2 separate regions of the Gossypium arboreum genome follow, and region 1 is linked to region 2. The links are chromatin contacts, called in public Hi-C maps. All regions are on one chromosome and are shown on one strand. The core of a region is the stretch at or near the end of the contact, and the rest is flanking DNA. Distances in the headings are between cores, read along the strand shown.

The links. A called contact is a pair of places that touch in the nucleus more often than the background predicts.
Region 1: a Hi-C map of leaf shows a contact between it and region 2, with 2.5 times the contacts expected there. The contact joins the promoter of LOC108467719 here to the promoter of LOC108467964 in region 2. A contact is called at or near these places in 2 of 5 Hi-C or Micro-C datasets (both in leaf).

What each region holds. Positions count from the first base shown.
Region 1 is chr11:39,512,852-39,517,997 of ASM2569848v2, forward strand. It overlaps LOC108467719 (LOB domain-containing protein 38-like), which reads right to left and starts at 1,799. Exons shown (of 2, transcript XM_017768466.2): 1 at 1,336-1,799; 2 at 352-1,237. The coding sequence starts at 1,519. The coding sequence ends at 723.
Region 2 is chr11:38,902,563-38,907,942 of ASM2569848v2, forward strand. LOC108467964 reads right to left here and starts at 1,404. Exons shown (of 2, transcript XM_053020914.1): 1 at 1-1,404.

The DNA of each region.
Region 1 (5,146 bases), core at 549-3,048, 610 kb after region 2:
ATTTGTCGGCCATCACTGGGCTGCCTATAACATTAATAAATATATGGACTTGAATGCAATGATACAAGAAATTAAATTCAAACCTTCAACCCAAATATATATATATATAACACTTCCTACAGAGATCGAATTTAATATGAGCATCATAATTTATTATTAAAATTAGTGAATCACATACATATGGCCATTAAGAGTGAAAACATATGTTGAAGTCTTGATTTTAATTAAAGAGTGGATGATGATTTAGATTAGAAATAAATAGTGGGGTATACTTGATAATTTCCTGACCAATCAGAAATTCTTAAAAAACAAAACAACTAAAGCTTTGATCTCTCATCTAAGATCATAAACTGGGAAAAATATAAGTCTGATTTATTCGTGCCATGCATACAATCATGACTTAAACACAAAGATCATGAAAAGAGAAGGGTTACATAGTAGCCAAAGAAAATTGATTTTAAAGGATCACCGACAGATTCTCATTTTTCTCTCTAATTTCACAGCTTTTAACACCAAAAAATAATCCGATAAAAAGTAAAAAAAGAGAGAAATCCCATGTGCCGATAATACACAAACTCGCCGGAAAATTCATTTCCGGGGAAACACCTCCCCAGAAGTATCCAAAAATAATCTAAACCCCGGTTGCGGTGGTGGTAGCGGTAGAAATGAAGAATATTACATCGAAACTAGATCATTCCAAAAAAAAAAAAAAACCCTCCTCTTCAAACAAACAACTTGAGTAATTTTTTATCAGTTCCTCTGCTGCCTTGCCCTTGTTGATCTGCAAAAACACTTTCGAAGCACGTCGTCGTCACAGATTCCTCCGAGTTCATAGACGGAGTCCCTGGTCGTCGATTATCGGTAGCTCGCTTGCCTGTAAAGCTCGGGGTCAAGCCAAGATCTAGATCAGAGGGCTGTAGTTTCTTGAATTCTTCTTCGACTCTTTTACGCTTGGGTGAAACCCTGGATCTCGAATTTGAGAATCGACAGTTGGAGTTGAGATTCGTGGATGTCTCTCGCAATTTCCACATGTCCGTGCACGTGGCTTCGGACGTTTCGTCGGATGCTGGCGTCGGAGACATGAGTTCAGGCATGGAACGTAGAGATCCTCCTCGCAGGACGGTTTCCACCGCCGCTTGGCAAACGTGCCAGTTTCCGGTCCACAAAAGCCCCACGGCTCCGTTCACAGGGTTCACTGTTCTCCCACAAGCTTCGAACAACAGCGACTGGAATAAAGCTGATCCAAAGATTAAGAAGCAATTGGAGTCAGAATTTGGTATGAGAAACAATAACAGAAGAACAAAAAGAGAGAAAAGATAGAGGGCATGGGCATACCAGGGCGTTGAGATTCAGGAACGGCGGAAATAAAGGACATGAGACCAGCACGGCCGAAAAACTTGGCAACGAAAACAGTGGCGTGGCCTTGAGCTTCAGGGCTCTCAATCCATTGCAAACAAGGACGTAATATACAAGACTCACTGCAGCCTTTCCGTAAGACTCGGCAGCCGTTGCAACTCATGATCGGACTCAAGATTCAAGACTCAACTCAACAACTATGTAGTACTACACTTTTCCTGGCTTAGCATGAAAACCAATGTACTCTCTGAAACTTGGTTGCGCAGGCAGGGTTGCTGGCTGGTGTTAACAACGGAGAAATGGAAGAGAGAGAGAATAAGGGTGAGAAATGAGAGAGGAAGGAGGGTTTTAAAGAGGCGGGGAGGGGGGAAGGGAGAGTAAACCCAGGGGTTGAGTTGAGTTAGGGGGTTGGGTTAGCGGGGAGTAGTGGGTTTAGTGTGGGAACAGTGCCTTGGGATGAGGGGAAGTGAAGAGGTTATAGATTCCAAAGTCCTGGGCATGAGCGGCCCCGTGTTTCCGCGAATGCTTGTCGCTCCACCGTTGGAAAATTTCTTTTCCCTTTTACATAAGATTCCCCTACTTCCCAGTTTTAAGTTTTCTTATATTTATTTTTAAAAAATAATTAACTGGTCAAATTTATTACAATTATTAACTTTATATTTCAGTCCAAATTATTAATATTTATAAAAATTTTAAAGTTAATTACTATAATTTTCATTTTAAATTGATTTTTAAACTTTAAAGTTAAAAATGGTTTTGTACTCTTCTATATATTTTATATAATTAATGATTTACTGTAATTCTCATTTTAAATTGGTTCTTAAACTTTAAAGTTAAAAATGATTTTGTACTCTTCTATATATTTTGTATAATTAATGATTTAATTATTTAACTTCTGAATTTTTGATATAATAATACTTTTCATGCATATACATTTTCAAATCGATCGATATGTTTATCATATCGATCTAAAAAAGTGTATATATTAATATTTATTGAACAAATTAAAGTTTTTTAAACGGACTTTATTTTTTTATCCAAGCCTATTTTTCGAACCTAATTTTTTCCCACCCTCCCACATTTCGAGTGGACCTTCAAGCCGGGCCAGGTAGCCCGACCCATGAATAAGTCTAAAGTGAATCCCTCTCCATGAATTACAATATATATATTTATCATTACCTCAAGTTAATTTGTTTTTTATTTGAATACAGTGAAAAAAATTAGTTACTAAAATAGATATTTTTAAGGTTGTTTTTTAGAATAGTAGTTTAATATTCACGAGCGTCAGGTTTCTTTAAGAGTAAAGCAGTTGATTTTATTTCCAAGCCCAAGATTCTCGGAAAGTACAAAAAGTGCATCTAGTGTATATTCAAAGATCTTGACACCCACAAGTGTCGAGTTGATTGCAAAATAAAGACCAGGGTATTTTCATTTAGTGATGACTATTAGCTTTTTAATTGTATTTAATAAAAGAAGACCTTAACACTCATGAATGTCGAGTTATATATAATTTATTTGCATTTAATTTTTGACTTTTAAGGATTTTAACCCTAAAAAGTAGTGTTCAAGTCTACTTTAATTAAAATTTTATCAGTTTGGAAAACATAACTCTAATAAATGTATTCACAAGAACATAATGGGTGTTGAGTTCTTCTATATTTTAAATTTCATCATTTGGGGTTAACCTAATCTTAGTAAATTCATTCAATGGACATCGAAACACATAGATGTCGAGTTCTATATAATTTTTTTACCATGCCTATAAATAGCCTTTCCCTTCATTGATTTTTTCACACAACCAAAACTTTTTTTACATCATTGTTGAGTTTCACAAAATTTTTTGACGGAACAAGTTGGTGACTGCAAACTCACTATTGTCTTCAATCGAACATTAATTCAAATTGAGCAATTTGTGAGCATATTCAAGAAATTCTTGCCCATGTGTGTTAAGTTTGAGTGTCCAATAATAGCTTGGCTACTCATATGTAGATAGATAACAGCTCAGTAGATAAAAACTATCGGGTTCACCTTGCAGCTCAGATTATTAGCACATTCGGATTCATATTAACCTTTTCTTGGGCTTGGTACTCAAATTCAGTAAATTCACCAATATTATCATCATGACATTCTGGTTTTGGGAACACCTCAAATGAAGAAGGTCAGGTTTCTTCCTTGATTGCATTTGTAATGACCTGGTTTCCAGTGGTGTCGAAAATTATGATTTTTTGAGACCTTGTTTTCTATAACTCAAGTTAGTAAATATTAAATAGAGATATTTATGGAGTTACTATATAGATGAATTGAAATTCGATTAAAAAATTTAGATGAAATTGTGGTTAATTAAGGTCCATGGACTAAATTGTAAAATTTCAATCGCTATAGATTTTTAATTAGGAATGACTTAGGGACCTAGATAGTAATTATCCTATGGACTAAAATGGCTATTAAACCATTGTTTTCATATAGCCAGTGGATGGTAATGATAAACTGTTTAAGGTTAAATTATTAATTAAAAATAGTTTAATTAAAGAATAAATTAAGATTAACTAAAGATTAATATTAGTATATAAAGAAAACACTTACTGGGAAGTTGTCATCTTCCTCCCTTAAGCCATCGAAACCATTAGAAAGAAAAAAAGAAGAAGAAAACTTTAACCTAGTTTGAACATTCGACCACTATATTTAAGTAAGTCACTAGCCATTTTTCTTGAATTTTTATGGAAACTAAATCATGAGAGCTTGATTTAGCTAGCTCATATATCAATTTTTTTAATTTTTGAAGTTTTTATAAGTTTCCATTGTTGAGAATTGGATTAATTAAGTGTGAAATTGATAGAAATTAAGTTTAGTTAATGAAAAGACTAAATTGTAAAACCTAATTGTTAGTTTCGTAGGAACCAAATTGAATAAAATGAAAAAATATTATGAAATTTTAGTAAGAATAGAAATTAGGAGGTTCCTAATGAGTATATGTGAAATTGGATTTTAATTTAAAGCTTTAGATCGAAAGTTATGCTTGTCCTAGCTTTAAGGATTAAATTGAATAAATTGTAAAATATGCTTGATATTCTATTTGATTGTGAATTGAATTAAAATTGATGTGTTATATGTTTTGTGATTATACGTAGCCAACGTCGATGCAAAACCTTCGAAAAGAAAAAGAAAAACGAAAGTTGTTAATGAGTGACTCGAAAATTTGGTTTGTATTTCTATGGTTCGGGATCAATTTAGTTATTGTATATTCATGAAATTTTACATTATATGGTATTGAGGTGAGTTGTCAGTGATTATTTAAATTGAATTGTTATGGTTGAGATTGAATATTGAGATAAGGACTAAATTGAATAGAATGAAAATTTCATGAATTAATTGATATATGATAATTGGTGTGAATTTGTGTTGGAATATGCTATATAATATGATGAATTGATGATAAATCAAGAATGGTTGAAAGTGAATTGATCTATATAATAAAATAAAAAATTTGGTTACCCTATTAGCTGTTCGAGTAGAGTCAGATATAGTTGGCATTAGGGGTGAGCGTTCGATCGAATAGAGTGAAATTTTTTTTAGTTAGTCTAGTTGAAAAGTCTTATTTTATCTTCCTAACTCAATTTAAAATTTTTTTCAAATCAAGTCGAGTGAAATGAAATTTGAGTCGAGTAGAGTAGAGTCGAATCAAACTGAGTGAAATTGTTTGAGTTAAACTAAAAAAAATTAAACATGTTAAATTAAAATCTTGTTACATTATGATTAATTCCATGTTAGAGCACATAATTTTGAAATCATA
Region 2 (5,380 bases), core at 154-2,653:
CACATGTGGTTTCAATGCCCTTCTTGGTTTCTTCTTATGTCTATTACTTTTTCTTTCACACATATATTAACCTTTATATAACCACATTTACAAAATAATAATAATCCACTATAAACCACTCCATCTAAATGGATATTCGGTACCTAATTACTATGAGTATACTAAATTAATAGGAGTGCAACACAGTTAGATGAGTATGTATGTATGTATGTTTTAAAATATTCATTTCATAGATTTAGATGTATTAAACTACACCAGCATCCATGAAAGAGTTGGTGTTTAAATGAAATTACATACATTTTGTATGTGTGGATATATGAATTTTGTTTAATTAAGAGGAAAAAAATCATTACTTTCATGGATCTTCTTAAAGTGATTGTTTAAGAAGGAAAAATATGAAAGCCGGTGATAACAAAGTTTAACAGTAGGATCATCATAATCACCATGTTAAAGGGTAACTCTAAAATGAAAATAATAAAAACCAAATGCATATATATCAAACACACAATTGAACATCCAAATTCCTTGCTTCCGAAAGTCAAACTCAACCTAATATTTTATGATTCTTATCTCTTTTATCCTCTTCTTGTTGCAATGAAATCATGCATCAGAAAAGAAAAGAAAAAAGGGAGGGTAGTAGAGAATTGAAGTGCATATTCTGACCTGATACAAATTCTTGAAGAGGCTACCAAATTATGAAGAATCACAGCAGCTAAACCAGTTGAAGTTGAAGAAGATGAAGTAGAGAGAAATTGAGTTTTGCAAGGAGAAAGAGAAAAACCTTAAGTTGAGCCAAATCTAGGTTTTGAGAGAGAAAGAGGATGAGCTTGCTCTCTCACAATATTCCCCATCAGTATATACTGAAAACAAGGTCCAAATAAACTATAATATTTTGATATAAAGAGAGAGAGAGAGAGAGAAGAACTTAAGAATCTGGGGTGCATTCTTGGGTTTCAGGCATGCCAAACAAATGAGAGTGTAAATAGCCAATGCAATTCAAGTTTTGTGGAAGATGCCTAAGACAGGTCGAGCAATGCACTTCATTTATAAATTATTTTTATTAACATGTAACAGGATTTGCACATATCTATTATCTATATTTCTATATTAGGGTTTTTGGGGACAATCATCATAAAATAGTTGAGCTGCGTTTGCTATGGTGTGTGATTCACATGCACCCAAGAATTCTATATCCCTTCTAACAGTTGTCTCCTCCATTTTATAATTTTTTAAGAACAAAAAAAAAAAAAAAAAGAGGGTTAGTGGAAACTGATATGATGAGGGAGGTGTTCATGGTCCCTCCAACAATTACATCCCTGCCGTACGATAAGGGTGGTTACCCTTAACAAAACCATCATAAATTATTCATCACACCCATATCCACAGGATCAAAAAGATCTTGTTTATATAGTTTCAGATACAGATATCACAATTAACAAAAATAACGTGCAACCCAGATGATGATGGATCATTTGGATCTAAGTTGTTGGATTCGATTTTCAACCCCACATTCAAACAATGATTATAGCCGTTAATTAGCCATGTGAGGCAGGTTGTTGCCAAAATCAATCAAACATATCCGACGGTCCACATAACTGGATGAAATATGGTACACATTAAATGTACTTATATATATATATATATATATAACCTTTTATTATTATTATTATTGCATATGCAGCAGGTTTCTGGATATATAGAATTATTTTATAGATCTCTCTCTCTCATCATTCTTTTATATTGGGAAATTGCTTAATAAATAATTTATGTATTTGATTATTTGTCACTGTTGTGCTATAGCTGTACATGGTACAGACTGGAAGATGATCCTTGAGGGGACCATATAAATGAAAAGATTAAATGGATTTTGTTTTCAGGAATATTTATCACAACACTTGAATTATATATATTTTATTAATCTAATAAAATTGAAATCTTATGTTAATGTAGGTTATATTATTTATAAATTTAAAAATTCAAATTTAATTATTAATATTCATAAAAATAACATTATAATCAACATCGGTTTAATATAGATAATTTTAACAGTAAACTAAATTTGAAATTTGTCAGAATTTAACAAAAGTAAAATCCCATTCTTATCTTGAAAAGGAATCATAATTGGTGAAACTTTTATAATAATTAATTATAAACGTATTAGCATGATTAGGATAAGTAATGAAGTATGCATTAGAAGAAAATTGTGTTTATTTATAGGAAGAAAAAGGGTGAGAATGGGGAAGCACGCGTTGCTGGTAAGGAGAGGTGCAACCGTATGGGGCCGTGGGTCCATTGCTGAAAAGGCTGAAGCAAGGGGCCACCCCAGAGGCTTATGTTCTTCTGTTGTCATTTAGGTCCCACCACCCACCATTTAAATAAAGAAATTAATTACACTTTATGGCTACTACTTTATTAGAAGATAGACAGCAACAAAAGATTTGTCAAAAATTTCAGGCTTCAACAGTATTCAGAAGGTGCAGATTTTTAGTCAGCAAAATAGGGGTACATTTACATTTACAAGATGCTCTCTCTCTGTAACCCCACCCATTTGTGTTTCACCTTCTCACAAAGGAATCATCATTGGTCCAAAGAATATAAGCATTTTTGCAGGATAACATCTTCTTCAATTTAATCTCTGCTTCTGAGGATTATCAAATGATGGAACCTAAATTTAATTAAAGATTTGAAATATAAATAACTTTTAGTGAATTTAATCTGTACTTAATTGGGCGGGTTTTGTGGACAAAATCTTGCACCAAAGATATAACACGTGTCTGTTTGCTTTGATTCGGACATTCTATTTGATTTGATCTGGTGAGTGTGAAACAACATGACTAATGAGTTTCCCCAATCAACCCTATCTTGTCGGATGAATTTTATCTCCATTTAACAACATGCTACACTTAAGCAGTGTCAAAAATAATTTAATTTTACATTTTTTCATAATAATTTAGATTATTAATATTTCAATCATCCAACTGTTATATTTATGGACTATTTATGTAGATTATGTATGTCAAGTTTGATGTAAATTTAAAATTTTAATTATTTTTATGTAAAAAAATTAACCGTTGGATAAATATAGAGAGAGAGTATTTTAAATTGGTATAACAGAAATATCTAATCGGTCTAAAAATTTACATGCATGACAAGACAATTGAATCATTAAAATATTAATTATTTAAATAATTAAAGAAGTGTGTAAAACTACTATATATATATATATATATATATATATATATATATATATATTCTAATTAAAACTATATCTATCTTTATAAAACAAAAGATTAAATTATCTTTTTTAAATCATTTAAAAGATGGTGATAACTATAATAAGAACTTTTAAAATGAGAATAACTTTTAAAATGAGAATGATGAAAATCAAATTGTTTTTAACCCTTAGATTAAAATAAATTAATCTAAGCCTTAAATTCAATATTTAATCTACATTAATAAATATCACAACAACCAACCTTTTCCTTTTTTTTCTTTTAACAGCGTAATATAAATTTTAGACTGGAAAAAATTCAATAATCTCTTAGTTTTAGACTTACTTCTTTTCTAAGCAAAAATTAGAAGTAAGTTTACAATGGGATTGAAAGTAAGAAACTAGTGTTATTAAGATTAAGTAATTTAGGTACTCAATATTTATTTTTTTTCAGTATTTGAGATTTTTTCTTGGTTGATGAAAAGAACTTAAAAAATTTCATGAAATACAGATGAATACTAAATACCTAAAATTTTAAAGTGAAATTCTCTACAATTTTTTTCAGGAAAGAAAAACAAATACCAAACACCCAAATTGTTTAATATTGGTAACCCTAATCTCTTACTTCCCTTTCTTTGTAAATTTGCTTTCAATTTTTCTTCTCAAAAAAATTTACATGTGAAAGTAAGAGATTATCGAGATCTTTTTGTTCTTAAAACTTGTATTACATGGAGAAAAAAAAAGTAGGTATTGTGCTCTTTATTGTAGTTAGGTAGATTAAATCTTAAATCTAAGGCTTAAATTTATTCAATTTGATCTAAAAATTAAAAACAATTTGATTATCATGATTCTCATTTTAAGAATTTCTACACCCTAAAAGATTTTATTAAATAATTAGTACTAATCTCGAATCTTGAATTCAATCGTTAAATGATTTTTTTCCTATTCTTCTTATAAAAATGGTTAAATGATGATCCAAATCTAAAACTAACTGAAATACTAAATTAACTTGTACTAAACTTAGCAATATTTTATTTATTAAAAAATAGACTACAGATAATCACTCAACTATAAATAATTTTTTATTACTCAATTATAAAAATCATATAATGGTTGTTCAACTATTTAACTTTCTTTTTTCTTTTTGGTTACTAATAGTTATCTTTACATTAGTAATTTAACTGTTGTAAGTTGGCAGGTTTAAAATTTGCCATAGTAATAATTTTAACTCTCAATATTTACATAATGTGAAATTTGATCTTTTTTATAGTTTTTTTTTTCCTTGGTGACATTGACGGTTAATTTTAAAAGAATAAAAAAATGACAATTATTATGTTGGATTTTTAAGTGTTTCTATTTTTTTATATATATTTTCAATTAAATTTAGTTCAAATTTAGCTCAAAGGTAAAGCTAAAAATTTTCTTTGGACGAGTCGAGATAAAATTATAAAATATTGGAGGAGCCAAGGTTTTGTTAAAATGCTTCCATTACATTATTAATTTTTTGAGAGTGCCAAAAAATGTAAAATTTTCATTTATTCAAAAACTAAAGGATTCAATTTGAATGATTTATATTATGGGATGGGCTAAATGGATATTTTCCCATTTAATCAAGGGGACCCTTGCTTACTCCCTTCGCTTTGCCATTGATTTAGTTGATAAATTTATATAGCTTTTTAGGTGAAAAAAGTCATAAAGAAAATTAAAATTCTAAAAAGACCAAATTACATAATATGTAAATGTTGTGTATTAAATTTATTAGGACTAAATTGACATAGTATATAAATGTTAAGGGTTAAAATTATTATATGCTCATTTTAAAAGATGTCATGTCATCTTTTCGTTAATGATTTAATGGCTAATGACAAATAATAAACAAAATTGAATAATTGTGTGCAAAATCGAATAATTGTGTGATCATTTTATAACTTTTCATAATTAAATGATTACTAATAATTGAGTAAGTGAAAGTGTAAATTACGCAAGAAGAAAGAGTTAAAAACACATAAAATAATGATTTAATGTATAAGAAGACATGGAAACTGCATTAATTGTTATTTATTGTAACATGTTAAACATGAATTATTGGTAGAAAAGATAAAAACTAAGTATTAATGAATCATTAGGCATTAATTAATATATTAAGATAGATAATGATGAATGATGGTG